Regions from separate parts of the Mus musculus genome. Here regions 2 and 3 are each linked to region 1. The links are chromatin contacts, called in public Hi-C and promoter capture Hi-C maps. All regions are on one chromosome and are shown on one strand. The core of a region is the stretch at or near the end of the contact, and the rest is flanking DNA. Distances in the headings are between cores, read along the strand shown.

Evidence for each region. Promoter capture Hi-C pulls out the DNA fragments that hold promoters and counts their contacts. Hi-C and Micro-C count contacts between places; a contact is called where the count stands out from the background.
Region 2: a contact with region 1 is called in a Hi-C map of B cells, with 7 read pairs. The contact joins the enhancer-like site here to the promoter of E130304I02Rik in region 1. A contact is called at or near these places in 9 of 39 promoter capture datasets (the 3T3-L1 cell line, 3T3-L1-derived adipocytes, the C10 cell line and 5 more), 1 of 484 Hi-C or Micro-C datasets (B cells), 4 of 115 datasets of contacts at active chromatin or transcription factors (astrocytes, embryonic forebrain, fibro-adipogenic progenitors and 1 more) and 1 of 9 other capture datasets (adipose tissue).
Region 3: a promoter capture Hi-C map of liver shows a contact between it and region 1, with 4 times the contacts expected there. The contact joins the enhancer-like site here to the promoter of E130304I02Rik in region 1. A contact is called at or near these places in 4 of 39 promoter capture datasets (hippocampal neurons, liver, maxillary cranial neural crest and 1 more), 1 of 484 Hi-C or Micro-C datasets (B cells), 2 of 115 datasets of contacts at active chromatin or transcription factors (double positive thymocytes and embryonic forebrain) and 1 of 9 other capture datasets (adipose tissue).

What each region holds. Positions count from the first base shown.
Region 1 is chr7:35,799,633-35,804,255 of GRCm38.p6, reverse strand. It overlaps E130304I02Rik (RIKEN cDNA E130304I02 gene), which reads right to left and starts at 1,664. Exons shown (of 3, transcript NR_033567.1): 1 at 1,235-1,664. It overlaps Zfp507 (zinc finger protein 507), which reads left to right and starts at 1,267. Exons shown (of 7, transcript NM_177739.3): 1 at 1,267-1,422; 2 at 2,728-2,818.
Region 2 is chr7:38,081,323-38,086,411 of GRCm38.p6, reverse strand. All of the region lies in intron 3 of Gm30771 (a long non-coding RNA gene), which reads right to left. Among named protein-coding and RNA genes, the nearest start is that of Gm30684, 22 kb to the right of the region's middle. Within about 2 kb of position 1,416, at least 164 of the 459 cell types and tissues checked have an H3K27ac peak or open chromatin away from gene starts, as enhancers often do. A contact at or near this core is called in B cells, forebrain and hippocampal neurons, where this site is marked.
Region 3 is chr7:38,199,275-38,203,938 of GRCm38.p6, reverse strand. No RefSeq gene overlaps it. Among named protein-coding and RNA genes, the nearest start is that of 1600014C10Rik, 18 kb to the right of the region's middle. Within about 2 kb of position 2,813, at least 101 of the 459 cell types and tissues checked have an H3K27ac peak or open chromatin away from gene starts, as enhancers often do. A contact at or near this core is called in B cells, adipose tissue, embryonic forebrain and 2 more, where this site is marked.

The sequences.
Region 1 (4,623 bases), core at 415-2,914:
TACAGCAGAGCAGATACTTCACGGAAACAGATCCAAACGACAAACATGACGGCTCGCTCGGAGTTATTACCGCAAGCTCACCAAGTCAGACCTTACAACTCCTGAAAAATCTTTCAAGGACCGCAAGAAGGTTCAGTTGGTAAAAGAACTTTCTATCAAAGCTGCAACCCGAGTTCAACCCTTGGGACCTACACGGGAGAAAAAGTGAACCAACTCCAGAAAATTGTCCTCTGTCTTCCACACACGAATCAATAAATGCTTTTTTAAATTTTAAACATAAAAAAAAAAAAGAAAGTATTTTTGACCCAGAGCCAGCACTGCCTCTCATCAGACATACGGTTAGGACCTCTACATTTTTCAGCATACGATGCCTGAAAAAAATAATAGCTCCAATTAGAGCCTGGTATGGTGGAGACACATCTACTCTCCCAAGCTACCCTGGAGGGCTGAGGCAGGAGGTTCACAACTTCAAATGTCTGCCTGGGCTAACTACATAAGGAATTAGAAGCCAGGATGAGTTGTTTCAGGAAACTCAATAGCTCAGTGGAAGAGCATTTATCTAGGAGGTATGTGGTTCAATGGGTAAAGGTACTCGCTGCCAAGTCTGAAGGTTTGAGTTCAATATCAGAACCCATACCATGGAAGGAAAGAACAGACTCCTGAAAATTCTCCTCTGACCACAAGTCTCCACAAATAACAATAAATAAATACGTAGATAATATTTTGTGTGTGTGAATGGCTTACTTATCTGTATACCTGAGCACCATGTGTGTGTCTGGAGTCTGTGGAGGTCAGAAGAAGGCCAGAGCTTCTGAGTCCCTGGAAGTGGAGTTACACATGGTTGTGAGCCACTGTATGAGTGCTGGAAACCAAACCTGTGTCCTCTATAAGAGCAACCACGGAGCCATCGCTCCAACCCTCGCTCCAGCCATCACTCCAGCCATCGCTCCAGCCCTCGATAAACTTTAAAAAAAAAAAAAAAAAAAAAAGTCCAGCCAGATTCACAAGCACAAGGATGTAAAGAACGATGGGGTAAATGAGGGGATGAAGAATGCCCCAGCAGGTTGAGGCCACAGTGGATATCAACTGAGTTCTAGACCAACACCAGCTCTGACAGGACCTGGATGGCCACAGCATCTGCCCAGAGCCTTAAGGCCCTTTCTGCCAGAGGGCGTGGTCTGTGGTGGCTCCACCCCACCACAGCCCCGCCCACGCCGCGCGCCTCCAGGCTCACCTGACCGGCTCGCCGCTCACGTGATCTGTCTCGGCGCCGCCATCTTGGAGCCACGGCCGAGGAAGGGGCAAAAAGGGGGAAAGAGAGGGAAAGGAGTCGGGAGCGAGGCGGACGAGGGCGAGGGTACGGTGGGGTCCCGGCCGGCCAAAGGAGGCTCGCAGGAGCAGCAGCCCGCCGCCCGACCGCAGGTACCGCGCCCCGGGCCGCCCCTCCGCTTGAGCGCCGCCGGCCATGTGCGGCCTCGCTGGTGACGCCCGCTTCCTCCTCGCCGGTGACGCCCGCGGCACTGCCACGCACCCGAGCCTGAGCTCCAGGGCCCTGTGTGTACTGTCGTCCCTCTGTCGGGCCTGTGGAGACCCCGGGCCCGCCGTGCCGCTGGGGGTGGGGGTCCCGTTGCTCCCCAGGTCCCGCTGAAGCGCCTTTGCCTTCTGGAGACGTGAAAGCGCTTAGGCCAGCCAGGATGGAGCTTAAGTTTCTTTAATCCCCCGTCCTTTAAGCACTGCGTGGTGTAGGAAATGCCAGCGCAAACGAAAAATAGCAATCGTGGCCTCCCACACGTACACATCCTCTGGGATTGACTGATCTTTCCAGAGATCGCTGAGACCATTGGTGAAAGTGCCCACCTTTCCAGACCTGGGGCATCCCGATCGTTGTTTGGAGTCCGAGGCCTGGGTGATTAATTAGGTCCAGGCAGCCACCCCCACCAAAGGTTGCTGACAGTGGACAGGAATTTGCTTTCAGTCTACATGGCCCAAGGCAATTACTGGATTTACCCCCTTTTCTGTCTGAGTTTGTACTTTCTACTCTACTGGTCTGATTCTGTGTATGGATTGCTATATTGATTAAAAAGAGAAAGTTTGACCCTTCATTCCTTTACCATGGTAACTCTGGAAACTCGGAGGATGCCCTAGCGGTGTACTAATTTTACTTAACTGTAATCGCTAAGTTACTTTCTAAGGGAACCGAATAAGCCTACTTTAAAGCAACAATAGGAAAACAGTAGCCAAAAAAAAAAAGGAGGACCAGGGCAGGAAACTGCTTTGGAGAATATATAGGTCAAGCCACGTTGTCGCATCTTTTCATGGTACTCTTCTGCCCACTGTGTTTGACTAATTTACATAATCACCCCTTAGGCTGTAATTTCGGTTAAAGTTAGAATAGCAATATGTCATTTATTATTCCATATTGGTTAGAAAATTATGTCAGTAAAAGCAGTAGTTTGCTGAGTGAATTACTTACATGGAGGGGGAGGTTTAAAATATACAATTGTTAGAAGTTTTCCAGGCTGATTTGTTTTAGCTTCTGCAAAATCCTCTACTTGTTAAGTAAATTATGTAAATTTGCCTCACACAATTACATTGCATGAACAGCTTTCCGAAATTTCTTTTCAATGTTAAGTATTGGAAGTTTCTTCACTGCCGAAATAAGTTACTGTGTTTCGCCCGCCAATGGAGAGACGTGTTTGATGGTGTTTATTTCCTTCTTGGCCACAGCTGGATTGTGAATATCGATCCAGGAGACTATCTGTTTCAGAAATTGATTGGAAAGACACTGGCTCTGCCACTAACAGCCATGTAACCTTGGGTAAGTCACTTACATCTCACTGAGATGCCTTATTTATAAACCGCCACCACTGTGACTGGACCCACAGAACTCTGAGCAAACGAAGCTGTTTGCTGCTGCCTAGCATCCATCCGGTGCTGTTACTTGATCATGCTCACCTTGAGCATGGAAAGGGAAATCGGTATACTAGGGAAAGCGTGGTTTGAGTTCTGAAGCCAGGCACTGTTTCACGTCTGTGAGCCTCAGAGGTGTTCCTTGACACTTTGTGTCCAAAGAAGGGCTTGGCCACCAGGAATTACAGGAATATTACAGGAAATGGACGCAGGCCTAATTCTGGGTTTGCAGCTCCAGGACAGGTGGTCTTCAGCGCTATGTTTGGCATGTGTGTTTCATAAATTACAATGAAGCTGAACACTACTTGATGTTAGCTACGACTGTGTTTTAATTGTAGCTGCAAAGTCAAAATATTGTCCCAGGCTAGGTGCAGGTAAGACACTCTATACTATGAAACCAGTATACTTCTGTATTTATACTCCAGTTTTTCTCTCAGTTGCTATTATTACATTGAGCTGAGAAGATTTTAAATAAATTGTAACTGACCTTTGTAAGATGTGAAGTAAAACTAGCTTTTAGGTTACTTTTAATAGGCAGTTTGTGATTCCATCTCTAAAAGTTCATCCAGCTTTCCCCTCACATTTCACACCAGAAGAAGCTAAAACAAAGAGTGACTCGCCTGGATCATGCAGCCAGGGCACTTCAGAGAACAGAGGAACCCTACCTTCTTTTGGCTAAAACAGATGTCTGAAAGAGTGTGAAATTCATTGGCCATCGCTTCTGTTGTTTTGGTGTGGGGTTTTGTTTGTTTATTTACTTAGTTGGAAAAACGAAATGCATACTCTAAAAGAAGATTTCTTTATATCGTCTTTCTCTCTTTGTATATACCCAGAAAATTAGAGCCTTTCTTCAAGCCCACATGAATCATTTCGCTCAGTTCTACATGTAGCCATACTGCTATAACTAAAAGGAACTAATTACATACACAAATACACCAAATAGCAAATTACAAGAAAATAAAGACAACTGAATTTGTTCACTTTTCTTGGGAAAGACATTAATTACAAGCTTTTCCCTGTGGATGACTGTTGTCAGGGACTCGGTATGAAAGACTGTAGAACACTGCTGGTTTAGGAGAGTACCTAATTCACTTGTTCTGACTGGGTCTTCTGATCTAGTGGTTACAAAAAAGCTATCTCCCTCGTGGCTAACATTTCTAGGCTTGTGTCTTGGTGAACCTTGCAGTGCAGTGATTTTTATCTGTTCACTACCTTAGAGAGCATGCTAATTCCTATTGTAAGATGTTCGTGTTAGAGTTTTAGAGTAGGCTTTCTCATTTCTCAACCTTTCTTGTCACTCTTAGCCTTGCATTTACAGCAGAGAAGCAAATAGCTCTCAAATCAGGATAACTGAAGGAGGTTATATTTACAAAGATAATATTACCAGGTATTGGCCTTCTATTCGCAGGCCACAGAGTGATGGTGTTAGTGGGAGAAGCAGCATCAGGAGAACAGAAGTGCCAAAGCCAGAAATAGATTTGTAGAGAGCAGCCATCCAGGAAGAACTGACCTGTTAAGAAGCAACCAATCCGGGGCTGGTGAGTTGGCTCAGTGGTTAAGAGCACCGACTGCTCTTCCGAAGGTCCTGAGTTCAAATCCCAGCATCCACATGGGGCGGGGGAAAAAAAAACTAAAGAACAAAAAGCAACCAATCCAGGGTGACCTAGAAGCAGAAACCAGGACATTGACTGCCCTGTTCCTTCTCACCTGTGT
Region 2 (5,089 bases), core at 167-2,666, 2.3 Mb before region 1:
ATCATCTCAGAGGGACATATTGAGGCTGGAATGTTGGTAAATGAATCTGGAGAAACTGAACAAAACGGAGGCTCAGCAATTTGCCCAAGGTCAGACACTGAGCCTGGCTTCAGGGCCTACAGCTACATTGAGCTGCCTCGGAGCCTTAGCCTTAGATTAATGGAATGTCCCATTAACAAGCTCCTGAACCCTCAAACCCAAAATTGGGAGGGGCCCAGGTATGGGTTTTCAGGGCCGCAGGACCTAGCCGCTTAAGCCTGAAGAGGGCGCGCATTCCTCTCCGGGACTGCTGGCAGCTCAGCCTTTCTGCCTGGAGCACGCTTCCTACCAGTCCCAAGCACTCGGGTCCCCCCTTTTAGGCCTCCTCGGGCCCGCCAGTCCGGGATGACAGCTTGGCTGGGCCCCACGCCTGGACTGCGCCCGGTACGGCGCCTCCCCCCGGTCACGCGGCACAGATGGGAGAGGAGGAGGACGAGGAGGAGAGGAAAGGAGGCCCTTTGGGGCAGAAGGGTAGGAACCCGCTGCACTGGGCGTCGCCTCTGAAAGGGGCTCTGTGCGGCTCGGGGAGAAGAAAGGGGCAAAGAAATGGAGGAGGAGCTGTGTAAGGAGCAGTGATGCAGGCTCAGGTGTCCGGACCCCACCGCAGTGTTCCAGCCACACCCAGACGGAAACCATGGTCGACGGTTTGGCCTGCGCCCGTCTCTAGACTGCTAGCTGGGGGAGCAGGCACCCCTGTCACCTCATTGTGCACGGAGCAATAGGCCTCGCCATGTTAGCCAGACCAAATGTAGCCCTTAGGGCAAGGGCAGAACGTAGGAGTCGGAGCCCAGAACCTCTTGCCACGCAAGCCACAAAGCAAGGCCCAGGAGCCCTGCTGTCCAGGGCAGATCTTGGTGGCGCCACTTTCCAGCCACGTGGCTTGGAGCAAGTTTCTTTACTTCATCTGTGAAATGGGAGAGCGCGCACGTAGTGGGGTTATTATGTAGGGGGGTTTCGTCCCCTAGGGCTGGGCCTGCCTTGGTCACAGCTCTCACCAATGCAGCGGGATAAAGAAACTGAAGTTGGGGACAGAACCAGGCCGCCCCAGTCCCGCGCCGCCCAAGACCTCCATGCGCGCGCGCGCGCGCACCTTACCCGCCTCCTCCTTCGGAACCCGCAGCCCCGCCCTTCTGGCTCAGGCTGAGCTCCACGTGCGGCGTGTTTACACACGTGACTCCAGGGCCCGCCCACCCAGCCTCCGCCTCCGATCCGACCCCGCCCCTGTCCCCGCCCCATGTCCTCTGCGGCTGCGCGGCGTCGAGCTAACGCAAAGCGCCTCTGTAACAGAGCCAAAGCGTAGGTGGATCTCTGGGTAGGCGGGACTTTGGGCCTCCTCGTGGCTTCCTCGCGCACCGCGAGGGGGGCGGGACTGGACGGTCACGGGCGGGGCCAAGTGTGAGCGCAGGCTCTAGGCAGGGCGTCGCGTGGGCGGGGCTGAAGAGAGCTGGGCGGTGGCGCTGGGGTCCGGCGCATGCGCAGGCACACCAAGCTGTACAGCTTTCAGACCTGCTTTCGCCACGTTCCTAGTCCTGCCCCTGTGTAGGCTGAACCAGGTAGAACTAAGAAGGACACATTGACGCCCACATTTCACTGCGTTTTGGGCAAAGACGGGCTCTCCAGGATTCTCTTCCCTTGCCCTCCTGCTATTTCTCCCTTTCTTCTGGATTGGTTCGGTGCAGGCCTGTTGTGGCATCCTGTTTGTCTTTGATACCTTACCAGTCATACCATTGAAGCTCATTACACCTTCTCTTTTTCCTCTCTCCCTCTCTTCCATCTCTCTCCTCCGTTACTTCCCACCCTCTTCTTTCTCTCTCATACTAGGGATTGAACCTAGCCCTGAAGCGAACTGTCCTTGTACCGTACCGCCACCCCACTGGGTCCAAAGAATTTCAGCACCTACATGATGACACAAGTGGAAAATTGCTTCAGTACCGTGCCTGCCTGCCTGCTGCCATTTTTACTTTTTCTTTTTAGAAACCAAGTTTGCCCAGGCCTGCCTTGAAGTCTCTTCGTAGACCCAGGCTAGCCCTGAAGTACCTCTGTTAGGCCCAGGCTGGCCTAGAATTTGTGATCCTTCTGCCTCAGCGTCCCAAATAGCTGATATTTACAGTCAAACCCAGCTTCCGTAAACCCTAAGCAGACTCCGAGATCGTGCTTTATCCCTCACCACTAGCAGACTTCCTCCTAGATGTATCACAAACCCTTTTAAGCCAACATATATGGAGTGAGCCCCTTTTTTCTCTGAACTTTGTGTCACACCCCATTTCTGCAGTGCTTAGCACTGCAATCCACCTTCTCAGGAGGTTAGGCCTCAGACAAAGACAATTAGTCTTGATGACTGAAATTTAAATGCCTTGTAATCTCCCTTCCTAACCAGGGAGCATTCGGGAAACAGAGGTGGCCAGATCTCTAAATTCAAGGCCAGCCTGGTCTACAGAGCTTGTTCCAGGACATCCAGGGCTACACTGAGAATTCTTGTCTTGAGGGGGAAAAGAAAGGATCTCCCCTCCCTTCATTGTCTGCTACACTCATGTCTGTGACTCCAAAAGAGCCTCACACTGTATCTGTTTGGATTTTTAGAAGATCTGCCATCCTGTTTGTCTTTCCTCAAGTCTAGCTAACATTTCTAAATGATTGCATTAATTATCTGTAGGGAGAAATCCAAACCTCTTCATTAAAAGAAAGACAGGAAAAAAGACAAAGGTGTCTTTGGCTCTCCCTCTTGGTTCCAAGACCACCAAAATTATCAAAACTGAGGATACTAAACCTTTACAGAGGATAATGTAGTATCTGCTTATAACCTGTATATAGCGCTCTGTGTCTCTAGAGTATCATACTTAATGCCATAATATATATTATATATTATGCTCTATTGTCTAGGGAAAAACATAATTTGGAATTTTCTATGGAAATTTTCTATGGGATGGTGTGTATGGTATGTATACACCTGCGTGTTCCCATGCAGGTGTGTGTGTGTGTGTTTATGTAGCTGTGTATGCAAGTACTGGTTTGTGTGTATGCTCCTGTGCAGATGTAGATGTGTTTATATGCAACTGAATATGCAGATGGAGGTGTGTTTGTTCACTTTTGTGTGCAGGTGTGTGTGTGTGTGTGTGTGTGTGTGTGTGTGTGTGTTTCAGAGGACTATTTCCTGTGGTGTTCCTCAGGACAGAGTGACTCACTTGCCTAGAAGTTGCCAAGTAGGCTAGTGTGGCTGCCAGCAAGCTCTAGAAATCCTATCTCAGCTCTGAAACAGTGTGTGCAAACTTGGACCCCTGTGTCTGGCTACTGCTTACTTATTTATTTTAAAATGTGGGTTCTGAAGTGCAAACTTAGGTCTTCACTCTTGCAAGGCAAGCCCTTTACTGATGAACTGACAGACTCATCTATCTATCTATCTATCTATCTATCTATCTATCTATCTATCTATCTATCTATCATGCACTCAATTCTCTCATAGAATCAAAGGTTGCTACATCAAATTAGTAGCTGGCTAATCTCCACCCAGCACAGGTCCACATTAAAAAAAAATCAGAAACATTTCTGGCCCGAAGCATTTCAGATAAGGAATATTCATCCTATTGTAATTGCTTTTAAATCTTGATGACTGGCTCTGAAGACAGAGCTCAGTGGTTATCACCACTTGCTCTTGAGGGCTGGAGGTTGGTGTACATGGTGCTCACAATAGTCTGTAACTTCAGTTCCAGGAGATCTGGACCTCTTCTGGACTCCTCTAGCAACCCCCCCCCAACACACATAATTTTAAAAAAGATTTATTTTATGTATATGAATGCTCTATCTACATGTACACCTGCATGCCAGAAGAGGGCATCAAATCTCAGTATAAATGGTTGTGAGCTACTATGTGGTTGTTGGGAATTGAACTCAGGGCCTCAGGAAGATCAGCCAATGCTGTTAACCGATGAGCCATCTCTCTAGCCCCACATGATGTTTTTAAAATAGCAATAGGGTCTGGAGAAATGGCTCAGTAGTGAAGATCACTGGCTGCTCTTGCAAAGGTCCTGGGTTCAATCTCCTGCAGCTCACAACCATCCTTTTTTTGTTTGTTTTTTTGTTTCTCTTTCTATTCTATTCTTCCCCACCCCACCCCACTCCCACCCCCGAGACAAGGTCTCACTATGTAGGTCTGACTGTCCTGGAACTCACTACGGAGAACAAGCACCTCCAGCTCACAGAGATCCACCTGCCTCTGCCGTGCTGGGGTTAAAGATGTGCATCACTATGCCTGGTCACAAGTGTCCTTAACTCAAGTTCCAGGGTATCTAATACCCTCTTCTGGCCTGGCATGCAGGCAAAATATTCAATACACACAAAATAAAAACAAATCTTTTTTAAAACTGGCTAAGTTCATCATCTAAGGTTAAATCGTATTTGGATTGATTTCTTTTCTCTAGAGTTGCTATGTTTCCCTAGGTCAGGCAGTTTAAATTTTTTCCCCATGTTGTGATAAGATGTTGGACATTCTGGAGAGTGTGGAGAGTATCTGACTCCCTCCTCTGATTGGTTTTTTTTTGGGGGGGGGCAACTGGCAAATAAATTGTATACATTTATAATGTGATGTTTGCTATGTGTAAACATTATGAAATGACTGAATGTGGTCATCAGTATTTCGATCATCTCCCCTGCTTAGGATTCTGTATCATTCACTGGGCAGGGGGTGGGGATTCAAGATTTGCTCTCTTGAAATTTTTTTGAGTGTGTGTGTGTGTGGGGGGGAGGGTCTTGAAGTCATTTGTAACCCATGTTGGCCTTTAACTTTTGATCTGCCTTCCTTGGACTCCCAATGCTGAGATTACAAGTATGGGTACCTTAGTTAGGGTTTCTATTGCTGTGACAAAATACCAGGACCAAAACGCAAGTGGCGGAGGAAAGGGTTTATTCAGTTTATACTTGCACATTGCTGTACATTATCAAAGAAAGTCAGGACAGAAACTCAAGCAAGGCAGGAACCTGGAGCCAGGAGAGGATGCAGAGGCCTGGTGTATGCAGCATCAGCATGCTTTCTTGTCAAACCCAGGACCTCCAGCCC
Region 3 (4,664 bases), core at 1,564-4,063, 2.4 Mb before region 1:
ATTAGAGCTGGTTTGTTTTTTTTTTAATATGGAAGAAATGATACACGTGTCCATATGGGGGATAGAGCCAGCAGAAAGGAAGAAAGAATGACAAAGAATGACTTGAAGAATGCAGGAGATGGCTGAGGGGGAGTCCTCAGGTGGGAGAAGGGACTGAGTCTCATTCCCAGGGAAGGGGACTCTGTTGTTAGTGAGCTAGGTCAGGTGATGTGGATGCAGATTAAGTAGTGGGCATTCACTTCTGATCCCTTCCCTCTCCTTTCTGAAGCAAGAAGCAGAGCGAGAAGACAGAAGGCAAAACAGGAGCCAGAGTTGAGAAGAGAGTGGTTTAAGAACGGATGTTAGCCAGGCATGGTGGTGCACGCCTTTAATCCCAGCACTCTAGGCTGAGGCAGGGGATTTCTGAGTTTGAAGCCAGCTTGGTCTACAGAGCAAGTTCCAAGACAGCCAGGGCTACACAGAGAAATCCTGTCTCAAAACAAACAAACACACACACACACACCACAACAAAAACCAAACAAAGCCAAGAATGTATTGCTAGAACCCAGCCTCTGCTCAGACCACAGTGTCTGCAGCAGCCCTCCTTCCCGATGTCCACAGGCTGATGCAGGTCTGTGGGTCCCTGGCTGACAGACTCCCCAGGGCTAGGATCTCTCACCTGAGAAGTGAATTTCTATCAAAGCAACACATCGTGCTCTCCACCCCTTCCTTCCCTACCCACTGTCAGAACTGCAGAGCTTGCTCGGTGTAGTCTCTTATTTCGGAACCCTGTCCTCTGAGAGCTATTTCTCCCTCCTCTGCCCCTGGGGCTCTGATCTCTTCAGAGACTCACACCATATTGTCTGTCTCTGGTGCTAAGGTCTGAACTCTCTTCAGAGTCCCTGTTTCTTATGTTTTAAAAGTTATGTCCAGTGTGTGTGTGTGTGTGTGTGTGAGTCAGAGGATAACTTGTGCGAGTCCATTCTCTCCTTCCACCATGTAGGTCCTAAGGATCAAGCTCAGGCTGTCAGGTGGCAGTGCCTTTTTTTTCCCGGCTTTATTACCTCACCAGCCCTAGTTTTTCATGGTTTTGGAGATAGAAAACCAGGGACTCAGGTTGGCCTGAAATTCATAATCCTTTTGCCTTAGCCTCCTGAGTGTGCTGGGATCACAGATTTGCATGAACACACTGGGCTCTTCTTTAATTAATTAACTAATGGATTAATTTAGCTAATGTGTGCATGTGTGGTTGTGTGATGCTGTGTGTGCATGCACTCTTATACCACAATGTGCGGAGAGGTCAGAGGACAATTGGCAGAAGTCAGTTCTTTCTTTCTACCCTGTGGCTTCCAGAGATCAAACACAGGTCATAGCCGCAAGCGCCTTTGCCCATTGAGACTCAACACTCAGTACTCTTTTTCTTTTCTTTTTCTTTTTTTTTTTCGAGGCAGGGTTTCTCTGTATAGCCCTGGCTGTCCTGGAACTCACTCTGTAGACCAAGCTGGCCTCAAACTCAGAAATCCGCCTGCCTCTGCCTCCCAAGTGCTGGGATTAAAGGCGTGTGCCACCACACCCGGCTACTACTCTTTTTCAAAGAGTGCAATTATGCTGGGAATGGTAGTCCACGCTGTTAGTCCCAGCATATCGGAGGCAGAGGAAGGGGTACTGTTGAGAGTTCAAGGCCAGCTTGGATTACATAATGAGCTCCAAGACAACCAGGATTACATAATGAGACCCTGTCTCAGTCAGTCTGTCACGGGGCTGGAGAAATCCCACTGAGATTAAAGAGCACTGGCTGCTCCTCCAGAAGACCCAGGTTCAATTCTTAGCACCCAAATGGTAGCTCAAACCATCTGTAACTCCAGCTCCATTTGACCCCCTCTCATCTGGCCTTCCTGAGGGCACCTGTACTTACGTGCACAGACATAAATAAATAAAAACTAAAATAAAACTTTAAATATGTACATTGATGTTATATTGTATTATTACATTTGTTACAGGACCTTATCATATATCCCTGGCTGGCCTGGAATTTGCTAATGTAGACCAGGCTGGCTTCAAATTCAGAAATCATTGCCACCACTCCCAAAAAAACTAAATCTAATTTTCTGTTTTTAAGTAAAAATTAAGGCAGCTGGAGAGATGGCTCAGCAGTTGTTTTTTTTTACAAAGGATCTAGGTTCAATTTCTAGCACCCACAGGGCGACTTATAACCGTGCATAACTCCAGTTCCAGAATGCACAAGAATCAGACATGCAATGTGAGCAAAATACTAATGCACATAAAAAATAAAGTCTTAAAACCTTGATAAAAAATTTAAAAGTCTAAAATAATAAAGTGAATGGCTATCACATCAACAACAGAAAAACACCCTTGGTGGAAACCCTTCATCTGCCAAGACTGGGATAGCCAGAACTAACCCCAAGGCTGTGATTCAGCTAGCCAGGGCAGAACTCAGCCTTCTAAGCCACCATTATCTTAATGGCCTCCGAAGCCTTTCCCGGCTAATGAAGCCACTTATCTCCTCCCTCCCAACAAACTGTAGACACCAGACAGACCCAGAATGAGATGAATCCTGGTATTTCTTAATTACCATATGTTGATTGCTCGGAATGAAGAAACATCCAGTTTTGTATGGAAAAAAAAAAAAAAAAGGCTGCAGCAGGAGATCCAGCCTATGTTCTTTCTACTCATGGCGTCTTAAAACCTCAGGAAGTGCTCAAACCCTTTGCACCCTAGCTCATAAACCAAACCCCCGCTGTGGCGGCATCCTGGGCTTTGCATGCTGATCAGTAGAGGGCGCTGCGGCCCGAGCTGCAGAGCAGAACAGCGAGTGCGCAGTTCGCCGCTAGATGGCGCCTCATAATCGTCGCTGAATGGTCGCCTCCAGCCCTAGCCTCCTGCATCCTTCCTTGGCCATGGGGTCTTACTCCTACATCCTTGGCTATGGGACCTCTGCCCTGCATCCTTAGTCATAGTTCCTTCGCCCTGCAGCCCTCCCGCCCCCTTCCTTCCAGGCCCCGGCTGCATCTCCAAACACAGAGTCAAAGTCAAATCTGGCTGAAAATACACCATCTGCCTGTGGGGGAAAAAAAAAATCTCGCTGGCGCTGTCACGTCAGCACCCGACGCAGGTTAATAACCGGCCTCGGAGCAGATGGCTGCTTTTTTATAATTACCGGGTCCCGGTCTTAGCTTACTCCCCTCTGCTTCCTTCCCAGCGGGAGCAGGTGTGTGTCACACCACCGTGTGTGCCCTGCCACCTGCTGCTACCAGCTACTAGTGGAGACACAGCCCTGTAGGGAGTCCCTTCTCAGGGAGGCCTGGACCTAGATTAAACAGCAGAGTTTAATAGAGAGGACACGAGACCAGCACGCCAAAACTTGGAGGGTAAATTCATGAGAGATTTTGATTGAACAACACATACTTTTAAATCCAGCTATTTCGCTCTGGAGGTATCTGTCATAGTCCAAAGATTCTATCACAATCCAAATTTCGAAGATACACAAGCTTGTTCCTGCAGCGCTTGGATGACAGGAACTTGCCTAAAAGGCCACCCTTGCACAATCCCAAATGCTGTAGTATAAAGGATATTGTGTAACCATTGCCAGGGTTTCCAAGAAGTTTAGAATAATTTTTCTTTTTTTTTTAAGATTTATTTTAATTATATGTGTACACTGCAACTGTTTCCAGACACAGTAGAAGAGGGCATCAGATCCTTTTACAGATGGTTGTGAGCCACCATATGGTTGCTGGGAATTAACCACTGGGCTATATCTCTCCAGCCTCAAGGACTGAAGACACATGGTGGTTCACACCTGGCTGTAAATCCAGTTCCAGGGGATCTGACGCCCTCTTCCCGCCCATGTGGACATTAGGCACACCTGTAGTACACTGACATACATGTAAGCCTAACACCCACACACACACAAATACATACATACATTTTAAAAAGAAATATGAAGTTGGTGGTGCATGCTACAGAGGCAGACGGAGTACAGTTCTCTGGACTTTTCTAAGTTTTCAGCAAGAAAAATCAGTTACAAATAAAAGGAGATGAATAGTTTCTAAGAATTGTTCTAAAATACAGAGTTGAAGGTGGGCATGCCTGTAATCTTAGAACATAGGTGGCCGAAGCAGAAGGATAGTAGTTCGAGACAAGCCTTTAACTACACAATGAAACCCTATCTCAAAAATAACTCCAATCTAAACAAAATCAAACCCGTTAAGCCAAGGCCAACCCCCCAGAGCTAACCCCAGGACGAAACCATCTACAGTGGCTGGTTCCGAGCGAATCCAGACTGCTTCCTCTTACTGGTCACATCCTGGCTCCCCCTTTTTTTATATATATATATCTTTTTATTACATATTTTCCTCAATTACATTTCCAATGCTATCCCAAAAGTCCCCCATACCCTCCCCCCCCCCACTCCCCTACCCACCCACACCCCCCCCTTTTTTGCCCTGGCGTTCCCCTGTACTGGGGCATATAAAGTTTGCAAGTCCAATGGGCCTCTCTTTCCAGTGATGGCCGACTAGGCCATCTTTTGATACATATGCAGCTAGAGTCAAGAGCTCCGGGGTACTGGTTAGTTCATAATGTTGTTCCACCTATAGGGTTGCAGATCCCTTTAGCTCCTTGGGTACTTTCTCTAGCTCCTCCATTGGGGGCCCTGTGATCCATCC